2 separate regions of the Hordeum vulgare genome follow, and region 1 is linked to region 2. The links are chromatin contacts, called in public Hi-C maps. All regions are on one chromosome and are shown on one strand. Each heading gives the region's core, a stretch centred on a gene start, on an enhancer-like site or on the middle of the called end of the contact. The rest is flanking DNA. Distances are from core to core; before and after follow the strand shown.

What was found. A called contact is a pair of places that touch in the nucleus more often than the background predicts.
Region 1: a Hi-C map of leaf shows a contact between it and region 2, with 5 times the contacts expected there. The contact joins the promoter of LOC123446767 here to the promoter of LOC123449272 in region 2. A contact is called at or near these places in 3 of 6 Hi-C or Micro-C datasets (leaf and seedling) and 1 of 1 datasets of contacts at active chromatin or transcription factors (embryo).

Annotation. Positions count from the first base shown.
Region 1 is chr4H:526,330,960-526,335,739 of MorexV3_pseudomolecules_assembly, reverse strand. LOC123446767 reads left to right here and starts at 2,112. Exons shown (of 5, transcript XM_045123311.1): 1 at 2,112-2,276; 2 at 2,364-2,617; 3 at 2,752-3,380; 4 at 3,483-3,998; 5 at 4,097-4,406. The coding sequence starts at 2,389. The coding sequence ends at 4,264.
Region 2 is chr4H:526,120,750-526,125,473 of MorexV3_pseudomolecules_assembly, reverse strand. LOC123449272 (nuclear pore complex protein NUP155) reads left to right here and starts at 3,060. Exons shown (of 13, transcript XM_045126422.1): 1 at 3,060-3,338; 2 at 4,570-4,724. The coding sequence starts at 3,174.

The DNA of each region.
Region 1 (4,780 bases), core at 863-3,362, 210 kb before region 2:
GAGTAGGCGACGACGACCGAAACGGATCGACTGTCAAAAAACTCTCCACGCGATGCGAGTGCAATGTTGACTTTGAGCCCCAAGCTCCATGGACGTTTTTTTTATGATCTCGCTCGAGATCAAAGTTGAGGTTGATGAAGACGCCCATCAATTTCTACAAATATGATGTGGGTGTATTCGTCGACCTAGCCAAGGTGACTAGTCAAGGTGGTGATGAAGATCCGTTTCGGGTGTAGATCGCATCGAAGCCGATCCAAATTCCCATTGAACCACGACAATTACTAAAAGAACCTGTATGGGTGACCAATGATGGAGCTAAATCTAACGGATCTTGGGTATGGGTACCGAGGTGCAAATCTTAGTTTAATGATAAAATGACAAACGAGGCATGATGTTTACCGAGCTTTGGACTCTCTTGAAGAGGTAAAATCCTATGAGCTTCTTTTCTTGTATTGATTGTGTTGGAGTACAAAGTACAAGATGATCTATGTCGAGATTGTATGTGTGAATCTAACTTAACCTATGTGAGATGATCTATTAACTAGTCTAACCTTAGTTTATACAATGCACGAGAGACCTAGAATAACATGAGTGCTCATCCTATGCACCAAGTCTTGTGGAATCGTTCTTGTATACGTCATGGGTTATCCGAAGAGGCCCGGTAATTAATCGGCATGGGATCCTCAGCCCGGCCCTACTGGACGGGAGACAACATGGTGTATAACCCCTAGTCTAGGACACCATCACGAATGTTGATTTCAAGCGGTACTAGCGGATCTTCTTATACTTGTCGTCTTTACTTTTGGAGTTGCCTAATAAAAGACCAGATTAAGTTGATTTAAAAAACACATGTACAAAAATCCAAAGATGAAAGGATTCTCTTTAAAAAGCACATAAGGTGGGGTGAACGTTCGCAATGTTGGTGGAAGGACAGGGCGGACGAGGAACCTTACGTTCTTTTTAGGTAAGAGATATAAGTAGGAGAGATATACAGTCGTAATCAAAAGGAAATACAGACATAATCATATGAAATAAAAATATATTTTCTTTGGTAATCCAATAACTTCTTATCAAGTACATGTTGAACAAATAAAATCCTAAAGTTTATTTAGGTAGCTAAATCACGGGCATGATTTCATAATATTTATCTACACAATCACATTAATATGGGTGGATACATACTATTGTACTAGAATATTTATACTCTTGTTGCAATGCAATATCTTGTATAACAAAACTTTAATTCAATAGATTTGCATATATTTGCAATTATTATTGATCAGTAGGCAGTTTAAAGTGATAATGATATCTACTACTTCCTTCGTCGCGGTTTAGAAGGCGTGCTTGGTAATTCTGTGGAACATATGTGGTTATTGATTGACTGATACTACCGCGGCAGAGTTTAAAAGGCACGCACGTGTACCTAGGTCGTTAATTTGACTTATATAAAATCTATTGTTCAATATAAAAATTATATCATTAGAAAATAGAACATCTAAAGTTTTTAATGATATATTTTTGTAATATATGCTTATCATAAAGTTGGTCAAATTGACGACCTAGGTATACGTGCCGGACTTATAAACTGAGGTGAAGTGAGTAGAAGTAGTACAACGTAGTACTAATTGGCTGCTAGGAGTAAATTCAATGCGTCATAAACCTTGTCTATTATAAAAATGCACGTAAATTTAATCATGTTTTTTAAACTGTGACGGATGTAGTATTAATAAATAATATTAAATGGAGGTTGGTTCCTTCTCCTCTCCTCCACACACACATGCAAATTAACCAACACCTTCGCTGACTTCGTATATTTTTTTAAGATTTATTATTCGAAGACTAATGTGTTAGTTTTACTCTAGCAAAAGATCATTTTATTTTCCCCGCTATTTTGACAACCCATCTGCCGCCAATAGAGTTCCTCACAACGAGCGATGAAGACTATTTCATCTCAAAGCAATATCTGGATCGCATGTAGGTGTTCAACAGTTATCCGGTGAATGCACAAAGCATACCAGCAACTCATCCACACCAAGTCAAGCCTAAAGAAACGGACAAGCATGTATATATATAGCTAAACCGAAGTGCCCGTGACATTCCCAAGGCGGCGCATCTCTCAACTGCAGGCGGCGGAGGAAAAAAAAAGTGTCAAAATGGATCGACCAAGCAGCTGCCTCCCGTAGCATAGCACACCGGCACTTCTCGTCGACAAAGCATCTTCTCCACTGCGCTCTGCTTTTTTGACACATACACACACAGAGCCCTTTTGTCTTAACGTACACTGGTCTAGTGCTGATCAGCCCACCGCCCCACCAACCGTGGCCATCATCGCGTCGATTGATCTTTACCCTCTGCATCTGCAGAGCTGTCCGTCGACCCGTTTCCCCAATGGCTGCGCGGCTGGCCAAGTCCCTGCTCGTCGTCCTCTTCCTCTCGTCCTGCTCTGCCGCCGTGGCCATCCGGACGCATGGCCGTGGCTACGTGTCGGCGGTCGGTGACCCTGGCATGCAGCGCGACGGCCTCCGCGTGGCCTGGGAGGCCTGGAACTTCTGCAACGAGGTCGGCCAGGAGGCCCCCGGCATGGGCAGCCCGCGCGGCGCCGACTGCTTCGACATCGGTAGGAGCTCGCATTCCCTTGGCTTGCTCTGAATCAGAATTGCAATTCCGTCGAGACATTCCGTTGCTACGCAGATCTGGACGGAAACGATGCCGATCTCTATTCTCTGTTAAAAAGAGTCGATTGTGATGCAGCGGCCACCGACGACGAGCAGGGCCAGCCCGTGTACAAGGTGGTGCACCGCGTGACCGACGCCGACAACGCCCTCCGCGCCGGCGACCCGTTCCCCGGCACGTCGTCCAACTCCACCGTCATCGACACCGACCGCTACGCGGCGGCGAAGGAGCTCTACCTCGGGGACCGGTGCCAGGTGCCCGACAGCCCGGTGCCGTGGCAGTTCTGGATGGTGATGCTCAAGAACGGCAACCTGGACACGACCGCGGCCATCTGCCCCGACAACGGCCGCCCGGCGCGCCCGTTCCCGCAGACCTCCCGGTTCCCCTGCCCCGGCGGCACGGGGTGCATGAACCAGCCGCTGGTGTTCCACAACCGCACCGCGCTGGACGATGCCGGCCGGTGGCTCCGAGGCGGGCTGTTCGGCACGTACGAGCTGGACGCCACGGATCTTGGTCGCAACGACGTGTCCTACTACTCGGTGGTGTGGGAAAAGCAGGTCGATCCGGCGGCCGGCGCCGGCTGGGTTTTCCACCACAAGCTGCGCACGTCGGCAAAGTACCCCTGGCTGATGCTGTACCTGCGGTCCGACGCCACCAGGGGCTTCTCCGGCGGCTACCACTACGACACCAGAGGCATGACAAAGATAGTAAGCCGTTATTCGTTTTTACTGTTACCAGATTTTACCTGATGACGTTGCTATATCTGGCTTGTGTAACCTGAAAAATTTGTCTCTCTCTCGCCTTGTCAGGTGCCGGAGTCACCAGATTTCAAGGTGAGGCTGACGCTGGAGGTGAAGCAGGGCGGGGGGCCCAACAGCCAGTTCTACCTGATGGACATGGGCAGCTGCTGGAAGAACGACGGCGCACCGTGCGACGGCGACACGGCCACGGACGTGACCCGGTACAGCGAGATGATCATCAACCCGGAGACGCCGACGTGGTGCCAGCCGGGGCGCAGGGACCAGTGCCCGCCGTGGCACACGTTCCGCAACGGCACGCGCGTGCACCGCGACGACGCCGCGCGGTTCCCCTACGCCGCCTACCATGTCTACTGCTCGCCGGGGAACGCGCGGCACGCCGAGCAGCCGACGACCTACTGCGACCCCTACAGCAACCCGCAGCCGCAGGAGATCCTGCAGATCGTGCCGCACCCGGTGTGGGGCGAGTTCGGCTACCCCACGGCCAAAGGACAGGGCTGGATCGGTGACCCCAGGGCATGGGAGCTCGACGTTGGCGCATTGTCGCACGCGCTGTATTTCTACCAGGTACCGTTGTCTATCCTCTTCATCATGTGACTGTTTCTCGTCCACGATCTGGGATGCGGCTATGTAGATCAACGATGGCTCTCCGTGTATGTTTGCAGGATCCGGGCACGCCGCCGGCGAAGAGGCAGTGGTCGTCGCTTGACGTCGGCACCGAGATATATGTCAGCAAGAATGCGGAGGCGGAGTGGACGCTGAGCGGGTTCGACATTCTGGTACCCAACAAGTGTATCACGTCACAAGGGGGAACCGTCAGTAGTTGTTGGTAGTGTAGGTGGAAGGTCATTCTCCCATCTCAAGAAGAAAGGCCATTCTCATACGTAGCATACGCTTTGAAGCAACATGCACGTACGACGCATCTAACAGATTGAGTATATCATTTCTTTTCGAATGGATGTCCTGGTTGAACAACCATACAAGCCCACCAGCATTTGTTTTCAGAGAAAAGGACATCTCTAGCGCAGCTCACAAAATCCCTACTCCTAAAGAAGCAGTTCATAGGTTGTGGTTCGTCCTTTCTAAGTTCGTTTTCGTGGTCCACCTCCCCTCGTACGAGCTCCTTCCTCCCCCATCGATTTTTATTTCCCCGCAAAATGCAGAACCGCTGGAAAGAAAACCCCCCAAAAGACCAACTGATACACACGTCCTCGCTCCCTCGATCCCTAGCGAGCCGGAGAAACCTTTCTCCTCTACCACGCGTCCCCCCTCCCCCCGCTGGCGACCTGGGTGCCCTAACCTAGCCGCCGGCTTTTGCCCCTATTCCCTCCCTCCATCCCCGTCACCGC
Region 2 (4,724 bases), core at 1,811-4,310:
TGGGAGCACCTACGAGAGGCATGTGAGGCATGGACGGCATGGGAGACATGGGAGCACCTACGGGAGGCATTGGAGGCATGACTGACATGGGAGGCTTGGAGCTACCATGGAAGGCATGAGTTTTGGGTCTCTTATGAAAGGCATAGGAGCACCTGCCTCACATGCCTTCACATGATGCCTCACATGCCTTTGAACATAATACGAGCACCATTCAAGGTTCCAATGACACGGAGGTGCTTAAAGATGATGAAGAGGAGGAGAAAGAGGAGGAGGACGGGAAGGATGAAGAGGAGGAAGAAGAGAAGCAAGAAGATGGATCATAATTCTTCATGTTTCATTCATTTGTGTGAACTTATTTGTCAGGATCTTGCTCGTGGTAGAAGATTTTAAACTATGCCATAAATTTGAACTATGCTATGGTGCTCAACTATCATTTTGCAAATTATTCATATGTGCCAAGCAGCGGCTTGGACGCGCGCGCTGTATTTTACCGCACCTGTTGAAGCTCTACAACGACGTGCTAAATTTTATAGCGCTTGAACAAGCTATCACACGCCCATGCACGCTAAAACGCTATTTCGACATCCAATTTTTTTACGCGCCGCGGTAGCGCGCGTTTGTTGGAGATGCTCTTAACGAGTGTCCAAAACTATTTTACCCGCGACTATTTTGCAGCATTTTCTCGAGCGTGTACGGAGTAAAAAAAGGATGGTTCTTAAAGCGCGGAGCAGTTTTTGAACATATGTTGAAGATGCTCTTAGAGCAACTCCAACCGTCCGACCCAAATGGACGAAGATTTTGTTCGCTTTTCGTCTGATTGGGTCGTCCGCCGGCTCTGTGTCCGTCCGGTTTATGATTTGGGTCGGCAGCGCATCCAACGCGCCGACCCATATTTGTCCGCATGACCGGCTAGCCGCCGGTTTTCAACAAATACAAACATTTTGCATATATTTTCAAAAGCAAATGAAATAGCATAGTTTCACAACCGAAAATAAAATATAGCAAAGTTCTACAAGCCCAATAAAAATTATATTGTCTAAAAGATACACCTATTGGTTGCCAACATGATCCCACATATGCTCAACCAAATCATCTTGCAACTGAATATGAGTTTTCTAATCACACATTTGATGATGAAACTAGGTGAACTGTGCAAACGATGCCGCTTCTCCGCCATGCTGAAGCACTGCATTGTCACCCTGAAACTCAAACCCTTGATTGTGGAGACATTTCAGACGCTCATCCTCTACGATCATACTGTGCATGATCACACAAACAATCATCACTTTCCACAACTTCCTGGTGCTCCAAGTTATAGCAGGATATCGAACTATGCCCATCAAGATTGCACAACACCAAAGGCACGTTCGACATCCTTCCTAGCACTCTCTTGCTCTTGGGAAAATGTTTCCCTCTTCTCTCCCAAAGGTTTGGAGATTGTCTTCACAATACTGGTCCACCGTGGATAGATTCCGTCAGCTAGATAGTATACTTTGTTGTAGTTGTGATCGTTAATGTTAACATTGACCGACGTGCTGTTGCCTTCGGCAAGCCTTGCAAACACCGGTGATCGTTGAAGCACGTTGATACCATTGTGTGATTCGGCCATGCCAAAGAAAGACTGTCAGATTGAGAGATCTTAAGAGGACACGACCTCAAGTATGACAGTGCAAGCCTTGACATGGCCCTTGAACTGGCCTTGCCAAGCAAAAGGACAGTTCTTCCACCCCTAGTGCATGCACTCTATGTTGCAAAGCATCCATCGGAAGCCCCGACTAGCATTGGTCGCCAACAAGCGGGTTGTGTCCCCAACAGTCGGCTCTCTCAAGTACCAAGGGCCAAATACTGCAATCACAACCTTCCAGAATCCGTACAACGACTCTAGGCACGTAGACTCACTCATACGGACGTACTCATCGATAAGATCATTGGGTATTCCATAAGCAAGCATCCGGATAGCTGCAGTGCATTTGTGATAAGATGAGAAGCCAATCTTTCCAATGGCATCCTCTTTGCACTCGAAGTAGTCATCGTATCCGTCCACCCCCTCTCGAATCTGGTTGAAAACATGCCTAGCCATACGAAAACGACGCCGAAATTTCTGATGTTTGAACATCGGATTGCTTGTGTCAAAGTAGTCCTTCCATAGAATAAAATGACCGCTCTCTCGATTGCGATTCAACGTGGGAACATGCCCCGGAATCGAGCCCTGGAACAACCGCCGCTGCCTATTAAGGTGGTCGTGGACCAACACGGCAAGCATCATCTCCTCATTGTCGGATAAGGAATCGTCAGAGTCGCACAAAACATTATGAAAAAAGAACTCGTCGGCACAATCCATTTGTACCTTGAGACAAACTGTCGAACAACTTGCGGGCGTGGACGAAGAAGCAGATCGGCAATGGTGGATTGGGTTCGGGGAAGCTGCGGTGGCCCGATGGCGTGGGTAGGCGTTGGGCACATACGGGAGGAGGCGCCGGAACTGGGCGGCGGTGGTGACGGGTTGGGGGCGAGGCGAGGGCTAGCTGTCGACGTTGTCGGTAGGGGTGGAGAACTACCAATGTGCCACCGACTCGTGGGCCAGGGGATGAAGAAAGCGCGCGTCGTCCGTGTCCGTTTTGTGTCCGTACCGACCTAAATCACGTTCAAAATTGAACCGAAAATGGATTAGCACGCACATGAAAAACGGACGCGCGTCCGTTTAGGTCGACACGTTGGACCGTCTTTTCTCTCTGCGCGGATCCAAACAAATGACGAACGAAATGGGTCGCCTCATTAGAGTTGCTCTTAGAATTAATTTTTTTCTTCAAAAAAGTGGGAGGAGCTCCGTTCGTCAAACCGAGGCTTCAAAACCAGGCTCAGTTCGAATGGCACAAACGGAAAACGGACCCCGACCGAGCTCGTTCACAACCACGCCTACCGCAAAAAGCTGCGCCCGGGGCCGGGCCCACCGGTGAGTTTCACGGGAAGGGAAGGGAAGGGGAAGGGGAAGGGAAGGGGAAAATCCCCCTCACGCGCCACTGCAAAATCCAGACCCCGCCCACGAAAACCTCAAAACCCCAACTAAACCAAACCCCGCCGCGCACCGTTCCCCACTGCCCGCCCCCCCTACTTGCGCTCTAGGGTTTTCCGCCGTCCCCCGCCCCTCCTTCCCGCAGAGGCGCGGCGCTCCGATGATGGCGTGGGCGGAGGACGAGGCCATCGGCCCCGACGTCGCCTCGGCGGGGCTGCACGTCTCGGAGCGGATCGGCCGCGACGCCGCCGCGCAGCCCGACCTGGAGGAGGCGCTCGAGGCCTCGCGCTACGCCTCCCACCCTTACTCCTCGCACCCCAAGGAGGTAACCCCCCCGCCACCGCCCGCGTACTGTCTTCTAGGGTCTGTGCGCGCCCGAGTCGTTGATCTGCAGCAGCGTATGTTTTCCTTTTCTGGCGGAGCTTCGCGTGGGTTAACTAGTACAGTACTGGGGGATTCGTGGACATTTTTTTTAGTCTTTCCGTTCTCCCTGCTGGGTGGACTTTGGGTTGGAAGCCGTCGAAGGCTGAGGTGAACACCGTGTAGTTGAAATTGGACCTGCTTACTTGGAGCTTGGTAGGAAATTGAGGTGATTTTTTTCCATAAACGCAGTGCCGTATCATTTTGACAAAATTGGCTGTCTATGGGAAACTTTGCGGCGAATCCTGTGGAATTTAAGGTAAAAATTCCGGGAAACAAGCTTAAATTGTAGCTGTGCACGTTTGACAATTTACATGGGAGACTAAATCAGGGGGTTCTAGTTTTTTTTTTGACTTAGTGATCTGGGGTTGAACACAACAGGAAAATAATACAATGTTTGCGACGTTGCTTATCACTGTGTGAGGCAGTGAGCTTCCTTCTTTACTAAGATTCATTCATGAGCAGGCCTAGGTATATAAGTGTTTAAGCTTGGCAACCAATCAGGGAAACCGCAAAGGGTGCATCTGAGCTCAAGGATAGGAGAGCTTAATCATGTCTCTATGCAAGCTCATTGCCATTATACAATACTATTTAACAGTAGACCTTCTAACACTAGAGGTTATTCAAATGTTTCTTTGCCCACCCACTTTAACTCTTTTAGGTGATGAGCATCCTTCATTTCTGGCGACGGATTCAAGTTATAGCTGGAACAAAATTAAGGATTTAGGGGCTATCTTTTTCTTGCTTGTTCCTGTGGGAATAAAAAGGTGTGGTGGATATGTCCCTGTTCAGTTCTAACATATGAGGAGTTTCACCTGAAAGCTTGGGGACCCAGGATTTTTTTGCCTCAAATGCAGTAGATCCTTAAGTCTTGTTAATCAATAATTTTCATGATACTGGATAATAATTGTTAGTATTAGTGATAGAGATCTTTCCTTACTCCTTGAGTGTGAAAAGTGCACATTTGCAATCACGTAAATACATTGGTTTTGTAAGGCCTCGTCTTTTCTACCATCTGTTTGTGTTCTAAGTTATTCTAAAGTTATTATGAAAATGTCACATTTTGAACTTAATTTTTTCGCCTTTATTCTTTTGAATTTGATAACTATGTAAGATACTTTTATGTTATACTGCAGTGGCCTCCTCTGGTGGAAGTTGCAGAAACTCGGCAGCTTCCTCCTATGCTGATTGAGAGATATAATGCAGCTGCTGGTGAAGGAACAGCACTTTGTGGAATATTTTCTGAAATACACCGGGCTTGGGCAACCGTTGACAATTCATTTTACGTTTG